Linked DNA regions of Drosophila melanogaster: region 1 is linked to region 2. A link is a contact called in public Hi-C data. All regions are on one chromosome and are shown on one strand. The core of a region is the stretch at or near the end of the contact, and the rest is flanking DNA. Distances in the headings are between cores, read along the strand shown. Region 1 holds the start of jub (Ajuba LIM protein). Region 2 holds the start of mus101 (mutagen-sensitive 101).

The links. Hi-C and Micro-C count contacts between places; a contact is called where the count stands out from the background.
Region 1: a Hi-C map of the S2 cell line shows a contact between it and region 2, with 4 times the contacts expected there. The contact joins the promoter of jub here to the promoter of mus101 in region 2. A contact is called at or near these places in 8 of 107 Hi-C or Micro-C datasets (the D17-c3 cell line, the ML-DmBG3-c2 cell line, the S2 cell line and 2 more) and 1 of 6 datasets of contacts at active chromatin or transcription factors (the S2 cell line).

The regions. Positions count from the first base shown.
Region 1 is chrX:13,828,877-13,832,988 of dm6, forward strand. jub (Ajuba LIM protein) reads right to left here and starts at 1,441. Exons shown (of 6, transcript NM_001298303.1): 1 at 1-1,441. The coding sequence starts at 1,134. AMPdeam (AMP deaminase) reads right to left here. Exons shown (of 9, transcript NM_001258730.2): 3 at 4,028-4,112; 4 at 3,870-3,964; 5 at 3,341-3,797; 6 at 2,826-3,280; 7 at 2,464-2,758; 8 at 2,292-2,402; 9 at 1,865-2,224.
Region 2 is chrX:13,720,132-13,723,786 of dm6, forward strand. mus101 (mutagen-sensitive 101) reads left to right here and starts at 2,115. Exons shown (of 1, transcript NM_080170.4): 1 at 2,115-3,655. The coding sequence starts at 2,223. It overlaps Mrgn1 (Mahogunin ring finger 1), which reads right to left and starts at 1,846. Exons shown (of 3, transcript NM_132687.2): 1 at 287-1,846; 2 at 1-220. The coding sequence starts at 1,545.

The DNA of each region.
Region 1 (4,112 bases), core at 191-2,690, 110 kb after region 2:
CCTGCCGGTAGCCAATCCTGCTGCCGTATTCCTGTGCAGATTCGCCGTCATGCAAACGTAGTCAGAGCTATTGATGTCCTCTATATAGTTAGGATTAACGGAGACATTAATGGCGCCGCCGGGCGACTTAACGGGCGTGTGCTGCTGCAGTTTGGCCACCGACTGCGCGGTGGGTACGGGACTTAGGTGGCTAGGTAACGATAGATTCCTATATCGTTGCGTTGGCGATCCCAAGGAGCTAGAACTGGCCGTGTTGCTGCTAATGCTTCGCTGGTGCATGGGCGAGGCCAGCAGCGCATTGAGATCCAGACCGGCGGTGGACGAACTGCCTGAGGAGTTGGACGTGGGCTGCATCTCCTGATACATGGTGGCGGTGGCCGGCGAGGCCTGTGGCTGTGCCCGCTGGCCAGAGTGTGGAATGATGTTCTCGTATATGGGCGCAGCATGCTCCTCCAGATCGCCAGTTGGACCCAAAGCAGCAGAACGTCCCGATGGTGGTGGTGGTCCTCCTGCTGCTCTGGTCGTTCCCAACGATGCAGATCCTTGATTCTCTGGCACCGGCGTGTGTGCAAAGCGCCCAGCCCGAATGGGCTGCATCAGCAGATAGCCGTTCAATATGGCGCTCTGCCTGCTCCCGGGACTTTGAGGCTGAGCCCTCTTGTGGTTTGAATCGAATTGACCGTAGAACTCCAAGTTCTCATATACCGGCGAATGCTTCTGCGGTGCAATCCGCTGGCCCAGAATCTGTGCGGTCGGTGCATAGATTTGTGCACTTCCGTTGTGCGTGTGCTGTATCTGCTCCACCGGACGGGGCGTGGCGTATTTGGAGGCGGCAATGATGTTGCCGCGCTCGTACAGCTTATAGTCCTGATTGTGATGGAGTTGCTGCATTTGCTGCATCTGATGTTGCTGCTGTTGCTGCTGACTTTCCTGCAGGTAGTTCTCAATGGCGCCCGGTGAGCGCTGGTAGCTTCGCATGGCCACGCCCCCGTCTCCAGGGCCACCACTGCCGCCCCCTCCTCCAACACCAGCACCACCTCCCCCACCGATGTGAAGACGCTGCATCAGTGTCTCATAGTCGGAATCGGAGTTGCCGGGATTCCTCGCCTGCGTCTGCGTCCGCTGGGTGGTCATTCTGTCTTTTGATATATGTATATTTATCCACCAGATCCTGCTCCTCCTCCTTATCGTCTTCTTCTTCCGTCTCTCCTACTCCCTCGCCACACTTGCTGTCTCGCTCTGCGGGGGGGACGCCGCCCCGAAATCAACGATTGGCTCGCTTTTCCCGGTCGGAAAAGACCTTAGCTAACTGTGCTCGGCTAGTTGGCAATCAGTCAGTCGGCTTTTCCTTTATTCTATCAGCTTTTCTGCATTTTCTTTGTGCGCCTGCATTGGAATATCAAAAAATTCGTACAGTTAAGTGTGACCGCCGCGGGTTACGTTTATAATATACTGTCCGGCAGGCAGGCGAATATACCACAAAATATACTGCAGCTCAAAAGGGCCACTCTAAAATATCAAATACATATTGCATTGCATTACATTGTTTTTTTTTTTTTAATCTAGCAACGTTATTATTTAAAATTGTAAATTTAATTACAATTCCACTTAGTTATTTTTTTAGCTTGCAATAATTTTAATCCATTTAAAGTCGGGATTTTGAAATATTTGAGGTCTAAATTTCAAACATTGAAATTTTAATATTACTCTTCTTGAGTTTTTAACTTATATCCACTATTTTTACTTTTGAACCCAAAAGGTTAGCCAAAACTACAATTTTAGATCCCATAGCTCGAAATATATTATTATTTATATTTATATATTATTTACCTTATGATTATTTTTAAATAAAAGTTGAATGAATGGAAGTTTCGTGTACAAGTTTTGTATATTTAAAGGTTTTGGTCTGCCGCGTTTACATTTTGGTTAGTACAGAAACATTTAAATTATGTATATAACTAGCGTATATATCTGCGTAATTTGCATTAAGTTAGCATAGGAAGCCACAACAACGCGATGGAGCAGATGTACCGCATGGACCAGACTATGTGGCGTTCATGTCTGCAATGGAGCACGTCTGGTTCACCTTGAAGATGTTGGACAGCTCGTCCAGCAGTGTCTCATAGCGATAGGCCACACGGATCTCTGGCACATTGGTGCGCGTGATGTCGTTGCCCATGATACCGTCCTCGTAATAGATGGGTCCCAGCCACTGCTGTTTGATCTGTGGATGAAATCGGAATTGGAATCATTTGTCCGAACATAAAGCAGAAAGCATGCTTGGAACTCACGGCATGTGGGAATCCGCTCATCATCACACTGTTCCTGGCCAGCTCGCACATGTCGCATGAGCTGAGCTTCCACACCTGTGCCGCAATGCTGTACTCCTCCATGAGGGGTTCCTGAAAAGCGGACATGGGTTAATTTAATGCTGAATATTAAAGCATATATTGTCTAGCCCACCTTGGTGAAGTGGAATTGCAAGGGATCATCCGTGGAGAGGGAAATGATGAGGCCACGGGCCAAATACTCTGGCAGCGGATTGCGATGATAGTTGAGGAACAGGGAGTTGTTCGACAGCGGCGACATGGCGATGCCAATCTGGGTCAGATAATACAGATACTGCAGCACGGGCACTTTGCGCAACAGGAGGCCGTGGGAGATGTTCTCGGCCATGAGGAAGCCGCAAACCAGATGCTGCACGGGTCCAGCCTCGCCGCAATGGGGCCGCAGCACAAAGGTGTTCATATTGCGAGATCTGATGTATCAAAGGTAACAGTGGGTTAATCAATGATATATATACATATCAATATACTTCTACGCACTGTCTAAACTTGTTCAGCACCGTCATGTTGGCGTACATATAGTAGATATAGTAGGCATAGGGCGGATTCTCCTCGTAGGTCCACTCCTCCGGACGTGGCACATCGTTGTCGAAGAGCGGATTCTCCGGCTTGGACTCATCGTCCACCGAATCGAATCCGATCACGTACTGCAGAAAGCGATGCAACTCGGGATGCTTACTGGGTCGGGCTGTCGCCTCGAAGAGCGGCAGGAATATGTTGTTCAAGATCTCCTGGAATGACTTCATCATCTTGTTCGACTTGAAGATGTCGAAGAGACGGGGTATCTGGATCAGCCAGCGAATGTTCGAGCTGTACACATCATTGTCGATGGCCCACTTGGCCAGTTTGTACCACTCATCCGGCGACTTGCCATAGATGGAGAGACGCAGCTCGGCGTTCTGGTACTTGGACTCCTCCAGATCGAAGGCCACTTCCTGGCAAGAAAAACGGAAGAATTAGTTTATAATCGTATTCAGTTGTGAATTGATAACCACCTTTATGATCTGTGCAAAGTATTTGCCATTCAGATAGTTGTCCGTCTTCAGGAAGACTTCCCTGAGCCGCGACTCCCCGATGGGATTGTACTTGGAGTTAAACTTGTCGAAGCGATGGAACGTGTTGCGATCGGCATGGACGTCCAACATGTCGACGGTCAGGTCGTAGGTGGTCAGGTTCATCGACTGGAACACCTGGGCCAGTGTCATTTGCTGGCCATTGGTGACGGTGACCACCTCGTTGGCGTTGTTCTTCAGCGTCTTTTTAATGAAGCGCAGCAGATGCTTTTGGTTCATGCACGATGCGGCATGGATGTGGGTGTCCACCTTGCGGGTGTTGTAGAAATCGCGATGCGGCACCGCCTTCTGGGCAGCCAGCTCACGCAGCTCGTTGAGGAGCACGTGCATCTGATACTTGGACGACAGATAACAGAGACGTCGATAGCAGAAGGATTTCCTATTAAAGTCGAGCATTGGACATTATTTCTATATCTTAATCGATTTGATACATTGCTGAAAATATACTTACAATGGCCCATCGGCAATCATATTGCACATGACCTGCATGTCGTTTACGAATTGGCTCATATCTGGATATTCGTATTTGATCTCACTGCTTTCGTCCTGGAATATTATCATGAGTGTGTAAGGATTCGTGGTATTCTTATGTATTAGCTAGATACTTACATCATTCTCGTAAATGTGAAACACTCCGTTGAGGGGCTTAATCTTGAAATCTTCGTCATTGGGAAACTCGACGTTCCACGGATTC
Region 2 (3,655 bases), core at 865-3,364:
TTCAATCTCCACAGAGTGTGTGGATGACCCATTGCCGCCGCCCGATTGATTGGTAATGGTGCCCACCTCACTGGTCGACGTGCACGTCGAAGCGTTTTTCTTGATCTTCGGTCGACGCTGGCTGCTGGACTTGATCGGCGATGTGGCCTTGATGTCAGCACTGGTCATTGTCGAAGCGGCCACGGTGGCAGCTGAGTCCGTGACATCGTGTTCGCTGTTCCTGAATTTTGGAAAAAAAGGCATCAGCTACGTAAGATTTATCGGTTAATTCCATTCCATAACTCACCTAGCCCTGGCCACATACTGTGGCGGTCCGTTGAGTGCCTCAATTAGTGAGACTGGAATATAGCCTGGCGGAACATCCACTGGCGCCGGCTCCCCGGCCGCCGATGTGGGCGTGTTCTGGTGCAGTACATGCGTGCTAATTCCCTTCTGGACAGCACGGATCTGAAGCAACGCCCGAAACGGAGCGCGACAAATGGGACAATTGTTGGCCTGATAGCGCAGCGAATCCGCGCATGAATTGCACAAACAGAGATGGCGGCAGGGCAGGATGAGCGTATCCCTCGTCTCACTCATGCAAATAACACACTCGCTGCCATGATCGTCGATCTCCTCGTCCAGAGACGTTTTGTTCACGGCCTTGTTCTCGATGCCATAGATCTCCTGTAGCAGGTAGCACAAGCCATCCACAAAGATCTTTTGCTTCAATGCACGCAGCACATAGCTGCCGTTTTCCGGATGATGATCGATCACACAGATGGTGGTGTGCGATTGCCGACACTCGTCGCTGCCCTCCTCCACCACACAGTGAATGGCCACGGGATACTGTTCACGGCCGGGACTATAGCCCAGTTCATCCTCGGGCATCTGCTGCGGATTGAAGACATGGCTCGGCTGCGAGAAGCACTGATTGATGCCCTTCTCGTAGTGGTACGTCTCCGAGGTGAGACCCTCGCGCGGCACCAGTGTCACGCCGCTGGGACTGACATCCTCCGAGCAGAAATAGTAAATGGTAATGGCGCACTTGGCGTCCGAGTCAAAGGTAAACTCGATGTTGTAAGAGCAGGGCGGCGGTGGGGGCGTCATATCGGCATCACCGCCACCCAAACCCATCGAGCAGAGCACATTTCCATCCACATCCTCGATGGTCACGTTGGACTTCTCCTTGTCCAGATCCAAGTCCCGATCAATCTCCTTCATCTTGGGCTTCTCGAGTACACCGCCCAGCTTCTTGTCGTTCATCGTCTTGACGAAACGCACCGACTCCTTGCGAATGTTGACCAGACTCTTCAGGGTCTTCGTCGGTTCATTGGCCTGCGGCGGGGGATACGGAAAGGCTGTGGGTCGATTGCCCAGGAAATTGAGATCCGCATTCTCGCCAAACAAGTACGATTCCGGTTGGGGCGTGTCGAAGCGCTCGCCGCCCATGATGAAGTGGGTGCCAAAGAAGTTACCCATTCTCGGTGGATACTTGTAGGCATTGTTCGTGCTCGGATCGGCCTCCTCCACCGCCGCGTTCTGTCTGCTCACAAAGTTGCCCATTTGATAGGTTGGTGCTATGGAAAACTGTGACACAGATCCAATATAGCTCTTGGCCTACGTTTTCTCTTCGCTTTGGTTTAGTTTATTATTCTATTTCAGTTGGTCACCACCACACATACAATGGCATGTTGGCATTTCACTTGTTCGGCGGAAAATGGCCGCTGTGTGTGTGTGAGTGTGCGAAAGCTGTGGTCGCCTTCAAGTGTTGGATCCTGTGTCCACAAAACTAGCAATAGTACAAGTTGGTCAATGTCTTGATTATTTCTGATTTGCCTTTCCTTTCTTCTTTCTTCCTTTCTTTTAGGGCTGAGCTGCCGTCGACGACGTGGATATCGATATTTCGCTTAATGAAATATATCGATAGCTTAAACCAAAACTGATAAATAACTGCTTATTTTCGAAATATTTTATTTATTTGATAAAAAGTAAATAAAAAATCCTTACATCTTAGAGATAAATAATTAAAATTACCCATACACATTATTTTTTAATTCGCCGTCGGCGTTGCCACATAGCTCAACTCGTAGTTGCCAACTAATCACAAGCCAGCGTTGCCAACGGTTTGAAGGCAATAACAAACGGCGCCAAAATAGCGTACGCGAAAAAAAGTGCAGTGCGAAAATCACGGCAATTTTGCAGCGCATCACGGAGCAGAGAACACACTCGCAACCGCCATCATGAGCATAAGCATGAGCATGGACGAGACCATCTGCGCGTACTTCGTGAACAATCTGAAGCCGGGCGACGGTGGCGTCCAGGAGGCCGACACACTGCAGCAATTCGAGGCGGCGCGGGAGCTACTGGGCCAACAGTTGGCGGAAACGCAGATCCGGCAAATAAAGCCAAGCGAAGGATATCCCCTGATCGCAGCCGGTAACCTTACCAAGAAGGACGTCTTTGTGCTGACCCAGTTCGAGGGCGAATTCTTCGAGCAATTGCAGCAGACGCGAGCACTAATTCTGGGGCCACCGTGCCTCATCACCTGCCTGCGGCGCAATGAACCCATTCCCGAGGGCAGCAGTGCCATCTACAGCACGGCCATGCGGGATCTGCAGGTCTCGGCCACGGGCATAACACCACAGAAGAAAGAGGAATTGAGCAGGCTCATAAACTGGATGGGCGGCATATACTTTCAAAGCTTCGGGCATCGCACCACCCACCTCATTTCGAACACCATCAAGTCCAGCAAGTACGAGCAGGCAACGCTGAACGGAGTACCCGTAATGCACGTCGACTGGGTGCAGTACGTCTGGGATCAGAGTCGTCGCAGCCAGCGCGAGGGCATCATGGCCACGGATCCTGATTTCGATAAGTATCGCCTGCCCATTTTCTTTGGTGCGAATATCACGTGCAGTGGATTGGATGTGGCGCGCAAGGATCAAGTTATGCGGCTGGTCAACGATAATGGAGGCATCTATCATCGTGCCTTTCGCTCCCAGGTGGTGGACATCGTCATCACCGAGCAAACAAAAACGGACACCGAGAAGTATAAGGCAGCCATACGCTACAAGAAGGATGTCTTGCTGCCGGAATGGATCTTCGATAGCTGCAATCGCGGCTACGCTCTGCCCACAAAGGACTATGAGGTGCGGCCTGGCAAGACGTCGTCCACACCCACCAAGACCACTCGTCCGGGCGCAGCTCCCGGTGCAGATCAAACGCACCTCTCGGATCTCTCACGTATCAGCTTCGTCTCCGGCTCGCGTCGCATGTGCAGCGATCTTAGTACCGTCAACGAATCCGTCAGCAGTGTGGGCAGCAGTTCGCCCGCCAAGCAGCTGCTCAAGCAGGCGACTAGCAGTGGCCGCAACTACCAGCAGGTGCTGGCCGAGATTGAACCGCGTCAGGCGAAAAAAGCGGGCGCCTTTCTGGATGGCTGCTGTGTGTATTTGAGTGGCTTCCGCTCAGAGGAGCGTGAGAAGCTAAACAGAGTGCTGAATACGGGCGGAGCGACCCGCTACGATGAGGCCAATGAGGGCATCTCACACATCATTGTGGGCCAACTGGATGACGCCGAATACCGACAGTGGCAGCGCGATGGTCTCATGGGTTCAGTTCATGTGGTGCGCCTAGATTGGCTGCTGGAGAGCATTCGAGCTGGTCGCGTGGT